Regions from separate parts of the Sus scrofa genome. Here region 1 is linked to region 2. Evidence: chromatin contacts called from public Hi-C data. All regions are on one chromosome and are shown on one strand. Each heading gives the region's core, a stretch centred on a gene start, on an enhancer-like site or on the middle of the called end of the contact. The rest is flanking DNA. Distances are from core to core; before and after follow the strand shown.

Region 1 (3,144 bases), core at 518-3,017, 180 kb before region 2:
AACAAAATTTCTTGAATACCAAGGATAGCACCTGACACATCTATCTGTTGAACTGATCTGTTTCCCATTACCTTGCTCCTTGCACATAAATGCTCAGTGAACACTTATCTCCTGGTAAGAGCACTGTTCCTTAGAACAAAGGGAGTTAGTATGCCACCCAGGAGTTTCTGGGGTGGTTAATATGGTATTCTGACCATTTGTGCTTCAATCCTGATTCTACCACTTGCTAGGTAGTGGTGGTAAGTCTATGACCCCAGGTAAGTCACTTAATAGTCTGTGCCTCAATCTTCATCTTATGTAAAGTGGGAATAATAAAAGGGCCTACTATATAAGGGTATTGTATTATATGGAAAAGTCCTTAACATAGTTTAAACACATTGTAAACACCCAATAAACAAAAGTTACTATTTTGAGCTCCAGCTGAGACTGAGTTTTCCTATAAGCCTTTATGCCAGGTGGAAGACAAAAACCAAGAACAACTGAGACTTGGGCACCTGAACAGGCCTCACTCTTAACCCACCCCAGGACCTTGAGCCATCTCTGCAACCAGCAGCTTGTCCTAACTCATAAATCCTGACTAGTGACGCTGACATGTCACCTTAATGTTTGTGAAGCCTGATGATTTATTGCTAAGTGCTTGGAGATCTTCAATATGAAAGGCACCCAAGGGCAGGCACCAGACACACTATTGTCATAAAAGCAAAATACTACCCCAAAACTTGGAAAAGGCAGAGGCACCATAACTTAATGCAGCAGAAAATTAAAGCAGAAGAGCAAATCAATCCTTAGACTGTAATTCCTTAATACAGAGACTGAGAGAGATCATTTTTTGAATGCCTCAGACCCCGTGCAGGATGCCCAGGTCTTTAATGGACTCGTGACTTGAGGGTGCGTGGGAGGAATGTGAATCTTTCACCTCTTCTAAACAAAAAACAGGAGCAACAACATGTATTATTATCTTAATGAATTTAAGCCAGTTAAAAGGCTTGGGCAAACCAGCCGGGTAAGTGGCTTGTTTCTGAACTGTCCTGCATTATGCCATGTTCCCTTTTCAACGTGGTTCTCCTCACTTCACCTCTGCCCTCCCAACCAACAACACCTCGGACAATGGGTCCTCCTTCTGGACCTAGAGGACGCTGAGGGGAGCCCAGTCCAGTGTTGGCAGGCGTCTGGAACTGAAGCCCTCGAGTTAGAAAAAAAAAATCCTCAGTGGTGCAGAACACATAGTTTTTGCAGGGCTGCCCCTGAGGATGAAGCAATGAAGAAACTGCTACCACAGTTTCCTATCCCCTAGACGGTAGGTAGTTGTGATGTAGTGGCAAGAGCACTGGGAGTCGTGCAATCCTACCCTCTCATAGCTTTGATACTTTAGATCGGTTCCGTAACCTTTCTGGGCTTTAGTGTCTCCATCTGAAAGGCGTGGATAACAAAACCGCCTACCTCACAAGTTGTCGTTAAAAGTAAGCGAAAGTGTGTACCTGAACTCGTTCGGCCCACTCTATAATGTATTTTAAAGACAGCTTTCGAGCCGTAACTCCTCCCCACCCCCAACCACGCACGGTACCAACCGGCAGTCGCCACTAACGTAGCCTGCCCCCCTCCTAAGGCATCATGGGCTGTGAAGTTCTTTGCTGGCCACACCCTCGTTCACGGTCACGGAAGTGAGAACTACGCCTCCCAGGATGCTGCTGTGAGGCCTCCCCCGCGGCCGCCCTCTACTCCGCCCTCCTTGCGCACAGACTCCTGGGTTATGTAGTCCTAGATCCGCACTGGCTCGCCGGCAAAAAGGCTCGGAGGAACCACAAACCCCAGAAGCCCTCGCGTCCACCCTTCTCCCTCCCCTCCTGGAGTCGGAGTGCTGTTTTTGTTGTTGGTGAAAGGTGAGGGAACAGCTGATCCGTCTGTGGGGTAAGAAACTTGGCCTAATTTGGGGGCGGTTTTATGGGGGGCCACCCCACTTTCAAGCCTGTGAAAGGATCATCTAAGGGAACCGGTAAAGGCGGGTGGAGGAGCGTTTGGGTGTTAACACTTTCCGTACTGGAGAAACCACCCCCACAGTTTTGAGAGTTCTTGGTCTCAGGGGGGCCGTGATCAAGGGGATACCCAGTCACTGTTCTCGCCTCCATCTCAGTCCTTCTTTATAAAGCTTGAAACGCTTAAGGGAGTTGAGGGAGGCCGAAGTCTGCTTATTCTCAGCCAGGCAAGACTTGGCCTCACAAACCTTCCCGTTCCCCTCTCCCCCAGCCACCCTCCGCCCCACCTCAATCTAAAGGCCTTTATGCCACTGAATTCCTGAAGGAAAACATTACAAGGTGTAGAATGTTAAAAGAACTCTGAAGCCCTACAGCGTGGGGGGATGAGACACCCCCCCCCCCCGCAAAGCAAACAACCGAATCAGGCTACACATACACACTTCAGGTGCCCAGTGCTCTCTTTCAGGCCTGGGGATATTTCCAGCTGTTAGGAATTTTTTTTGTAGGGAGTATATGGGGTTCCCCCGGCTTAGATCTTTGAGGACAATTCACCCCCTCCTGGAAAGCCAGAAGAATTGTATTTAGAAAAAACATGGGCTGGTTTTAAGTAAGGATTTTTCAGAGATAAAAATTCAGAGAAACCTCTTGTCCTCAATTCAGTCTCTATTTTGGAGGAAGAAGTAGCTTCTTTCTGTAGAGCTGGCCCATCTTGCCTTCTCTAAGGCGTTTTTGTCTTCTTTTAAAGTCTCTACCCACCTGACTTCAGCCTCAGTGTGGGTTTGTGGTGTTTGGGGGCGTGCATATGACTAGTGCCTGTGGCTGACACAGGAGGAAGATTAGTGAGCTAGAGAGGAGAAATGACAAGGGCCATCTCACAGGCCTGGCCTGAGGATTCTCTTGATTGTTATCCTTCTTCGTCCCACCCCCATTCTTTCCAGTGAATTTTCCCCACCTAGCTTGGAACATCTCTTCCTCTCAATCCCTCCTATAGCATGCCTCCAACTACCAATCTGAGCAGCTGGAAGGATTAAGGCACTTGGAATTAAGGCTTAGGGGAGCAGAGAGAAAATGGGTAGGGAAATACGAGAGCTGGGTTCACATAGAGTCAGACCAGTAGATTTCTAACCCTGCTCCTGGCAAGACCTGAAGAGAAGAATGTGAGGTTCTTTTG
Region 2 (3,530 bases), core at 630-3,129:
GACTGCTCTGTTCCTTCCTGTTCTTCCTCCCATCCACTGTCATTATGCTTGAATTCCTCCATTGTCTCCTAGCTGGCCTCCTTGACTAGTGTTTTGCTCTAATCCATCTCACCTTCTATTGAAAATCCAGACTTTCTTAAACTCTTCTCCCCTGCTTAAAATCTGTTGTTATCTTCCTATTTTATTTTACTATAAGGCTGTTTTTCTTTCTTTGGCTGCCCTGCAGCATATGGAGTTCCTGGGCTGGGGATCAGATCCAAGTTGCAGGTATGATCTGTGCTGCACCTGCGGCAACACTGGATCCTTTAACCCACTCTACTGGGCTGGGGATCAAACCTGCATCCCAATGCTCCAGAGATGCTACAGATCCCATTGTACCACAGTGACCTCCAAGGCTTTTTTGGGGGTGGGGGAGGCATGCCCATAGCATGTAGAAATTCCTGGGCCAGGGATCAAACCTGCTCCACAGTAGCAACCTCAGTCACAGTAGTGACAATGCCAGATCCTTAATGTGCTGCACCACAGAAGACCTCCGGGGCTATTTATGCTTGGGTTTTCAGGCTTTCCATAACCTAGCCCCATGGTATCTACTCAACTATATTAGTGTTATTTCCTCAACTAAAAAACATTCTCTTAATTCTCTATGGCAAGAATCATGTCTTATATTTGGCTAAAACTCCTATGCTTCTCTTTCCCCCTCCGCCAAAGATGAACACAGGTGTATGCATATATAGCAGCAAAACACAGAAAGTATTCAGTAAACACCTGTTGATTTTTTTTTTTTTTTTTTTTTTTTGGAATCATCAGAGCAGGCTAAGAGTTTTCTTATACACTTTTCTGGCTGTTTGGTTGTTCGTTCAGGAATGGGAGAAGTTTGTATGAGCCTCAGATCAGAGATTCAAACGGCCCTCTTCTGCCATAGCCATGCCCTTAGCTGCCCTGTCCTGTTCCACTTGAGTTGTGATTTTTTTCTGTGCCCTTAGTGAAGTACTCTCTAAACATAAGGGAATATTACCTCCACTCACCCAGGGATGGAGGGAAAGTGGCTTTATCGTTGGCCAACGAAAGCTGCCAGAGAACCTTTTAAAACTATTTTGGGAGGTAGTGGTAATTTTTCCAAACACTCTGGTTCAGAAGAGGTTTTGTTTAAAAAAAAGAAAAAATTATGTTGTTTCCATGGAAAATCCCACTGGACTGTTCCAAATTGATCACACTAGAAGGAGCAATTTTAACCCCAGATCTCACTCCTGAAAATACCATTTAAACATTGTTCTATTCCAATCATTCAGTTTAGTGCTTTGGAGTATGAGATGAATCCCTGAAGTGATTACCATGTCAAGGAAAAGCGTCATAATAGAGTTAGGACCAGGGAACAAGAGTCAATTGACCTAAGGGAGAAAAACTAGAAAAACAGGATAGAAAGAAGATCAAATCCAAAATTCAAGTTGTTTTAAAAGTTCCCATGGGTTACGAGGAGCCTTTCTCTTCCCAAGTGCTGAGGAGAGATTTGTGCGGAGACCCCAAGAGGATATTTTGGCTGGCAAATCTAAATCTAAATATCCTGGTTTCCGGAATTTGCCCTGAGCCCAGGTCTCTGTGAAATGAGCTCTATTGTTTGCAGTTTCCTTTGCTAGCTCATGATCTCGCTGTCTTGTTCCCCAGCCCCTGGATTTGTCTAGAATGCCTTTAGAAGGTTACCTCAGTGACCACTGAAAGACAGGGCACCCTTTCTTACTTGGTAGCTTTAGCGAGCAGACTCAGCTATCTGATCCTCAGTTTCTTCTCATCAGATTTTAACATCCCTCTTCTTATACCTGCTCACTTCAGACCTAGCAGTGGGTGAGTGTAAAAAGAAAATGTCATTTAACTCGACTTGATTTTCCAGCCTGAAAGTTGTACAGAGTCCACCTGGGTAGGTGGTTTGGTTTTGTTTGAGGGTGAGGGAGCTGAAACCGGCTTCTGAGAAAAAGGCAGTTACACAGATGTGGCACAGCAAAACATTGTTCCGTCTTCCCTCTGCTCGCCTTGAGGCAGCACAGCACAGACACCCTCTGGTGGCCTAACAGCAGTCTTTACTTACTAGGGCTCCATAAAAGCAAATTTGCTCTAACACAGAGATTCTCTCCAAATAGAAGAATAAAAATGTGTTCCCTATATACTCTCAAATTTTAATTTCAGGTCAAAACTAAAATAGAGGTTCCTTTTCTTTCCATGTCTACAGATCAAACTCCTACTCCGACTAGATTCCTGAAGAACTGTGAAGAGGTGGGACTCTTCAATGAACTAGCTAGCTCCTTTGAACATGAATTCAAGAAAGCTGCAGATGAGGATGAAAAAAAGGCAAGAGATGGGACTTTAGCTGAAAAACTGGTGATGTTCAGATCTGGGCAACTTTCATTGTGCTCTGGGATAATTTGTTTAATTGATTAAAGCACAAATTATGGGCTTTGTTCTGTAGAACCAGATAGTACTTACTAATCCGAGTCAGCCACATCAGGCTTTACAGGGTCCAGATGATGGATCAGCACAAGTGTTGGATCTTTATCAGAAATCAGCCTTCTTGGAAGTTCCCTGTGGTACAGGGGGGTTAAGGATCTGGCATTGTCACTGCAGCAGCTCTGGTCACTGCTATGGCAAAGTATTTTGGTTTTTGGGTTTTGTTTGTCTGGTCTTTTTTTTTTTTTTTTTTTTTTTTTTTTTTTTTTATGGCCACACTGATGGCACGTGGAAGTTCCCAGGCTAGGGGTCAAATTGGAGCTGCAGCGGAGGCCTATACTATAGGCACAGCAATATCAGATCTGAGCCGCCTCTGCAACCTCGCTGCAGCTTGCAGCAATGACAGATCCTTAACCCACTAAGTGAGGCCAGTGATTGAACCTGCATCCTCAAAGACACTTTGCGAGTTCTTAACCCTCTGAGCCACAATGGAAACACTTGTGTTGAGGGTTTGATCCCTGGCCCAGGAACTTCTACATGCCTCAGGTGTAGCAAAAAAAAAAAAAAAATTCAGTCTCGTAGCCCTACCCGTGTAGCATTATTCAGCAGTCTGTTTTTTAAATTATTTTTGTTCTGATTATGATGAAGATGTTAAAGAAAGATTATAAATTACACAGATTTTGTTAGATAACTTTTTTTTTTTTTTTTTTTTTGCCAAACCCCACTCTTTTCTGAGCTAACCAGACTTTTCACCTGAACTGTTTTTTTGTTTGTTTGTTTGTTTTTTAATAGGGCCACACCTGCAGCATATGGACATTCCCAGGCTAGGGGTCAAATAGCAATGCCAGATCCAAGCCGAGTCTGTGACCTACACCACAGCTCATGGCAACGCTGGATTCCCTACCCACTGAGAGAGGCCAGGATTTGAATTCACATCCTCATGGATGCTAGTCAGGTTTGTTTCCACTGCAACCACAACGGAACTCCCTGAATTGTTTTGTTCAGGCAGCCAATCAATAAACATTTATTGAATTTTGGCTCTTCTTTGTTTCAGTGTACATGGCTCTTAACTTTCAAGTTGCTCTCTAGTAATA

Evidence for each region. A called contact is a pair of places that touch in the nucleus more often than the background predicts.
Region 1: a contact with region 2 is called in a Hi-C map of skeletal muscle, with 2.2 times the contacts expected there. The contact joins the promoter of CALCOCO1 here to the enhancer-like site in region 2. A contact is called at or near these places in 11 of 47 Hi-C or Micro-C datasets (embryonic fibroblasts, epiblast stem cells, fetal skeletal muscle and 5 more) and 1 of 2 datasets of contacts at active chromatin or transcription factors (alveolar macrophages).

The regions. Positions count from the first base shown.
Region 1 is chr5:18,929,025-18,932,168 of Sscrofa11.1, reverse strand. CALCOCO1 (calcium-binding and coiled-coil domain-containing protein 1) reads left to right here and starts at 1,767. Exons shown (of 15, transcript XM_005652574.3): 1 at 1,767-1,908. It overlaps LOC106507255 (a long non-coding RNA gene), which reads right to left and starts at 1,561. Exons shown (of 4, transcript XR_002343963.1): 1 at 1,479-1,561.
Region 2 is chr5:18,752,055-18,755,584 of Sscrofa11.1, reverse strand. It overlaps ATF7 (cyclic AMP-dependent transcription factor ATF-7), which reads left to right. Exons shown (of 11, transcript XM_013987080.2): 3 at 2,222-2,340. Among named protein-coding and RNA genes, the nearest start is that of NPFF, 29 kb to the right of the region's middle. Within about 2 kb of position 1,879, at least 24 of the 83 cell types and tissues checked have an H3K27ac peak or open chromatin away from gene starts, as enhancers often do. A contact at or near this core is called in alveolar macrophages, fetal skeletal muscle, retroperitoneal adipose tissue and 2 more, where this site is marked.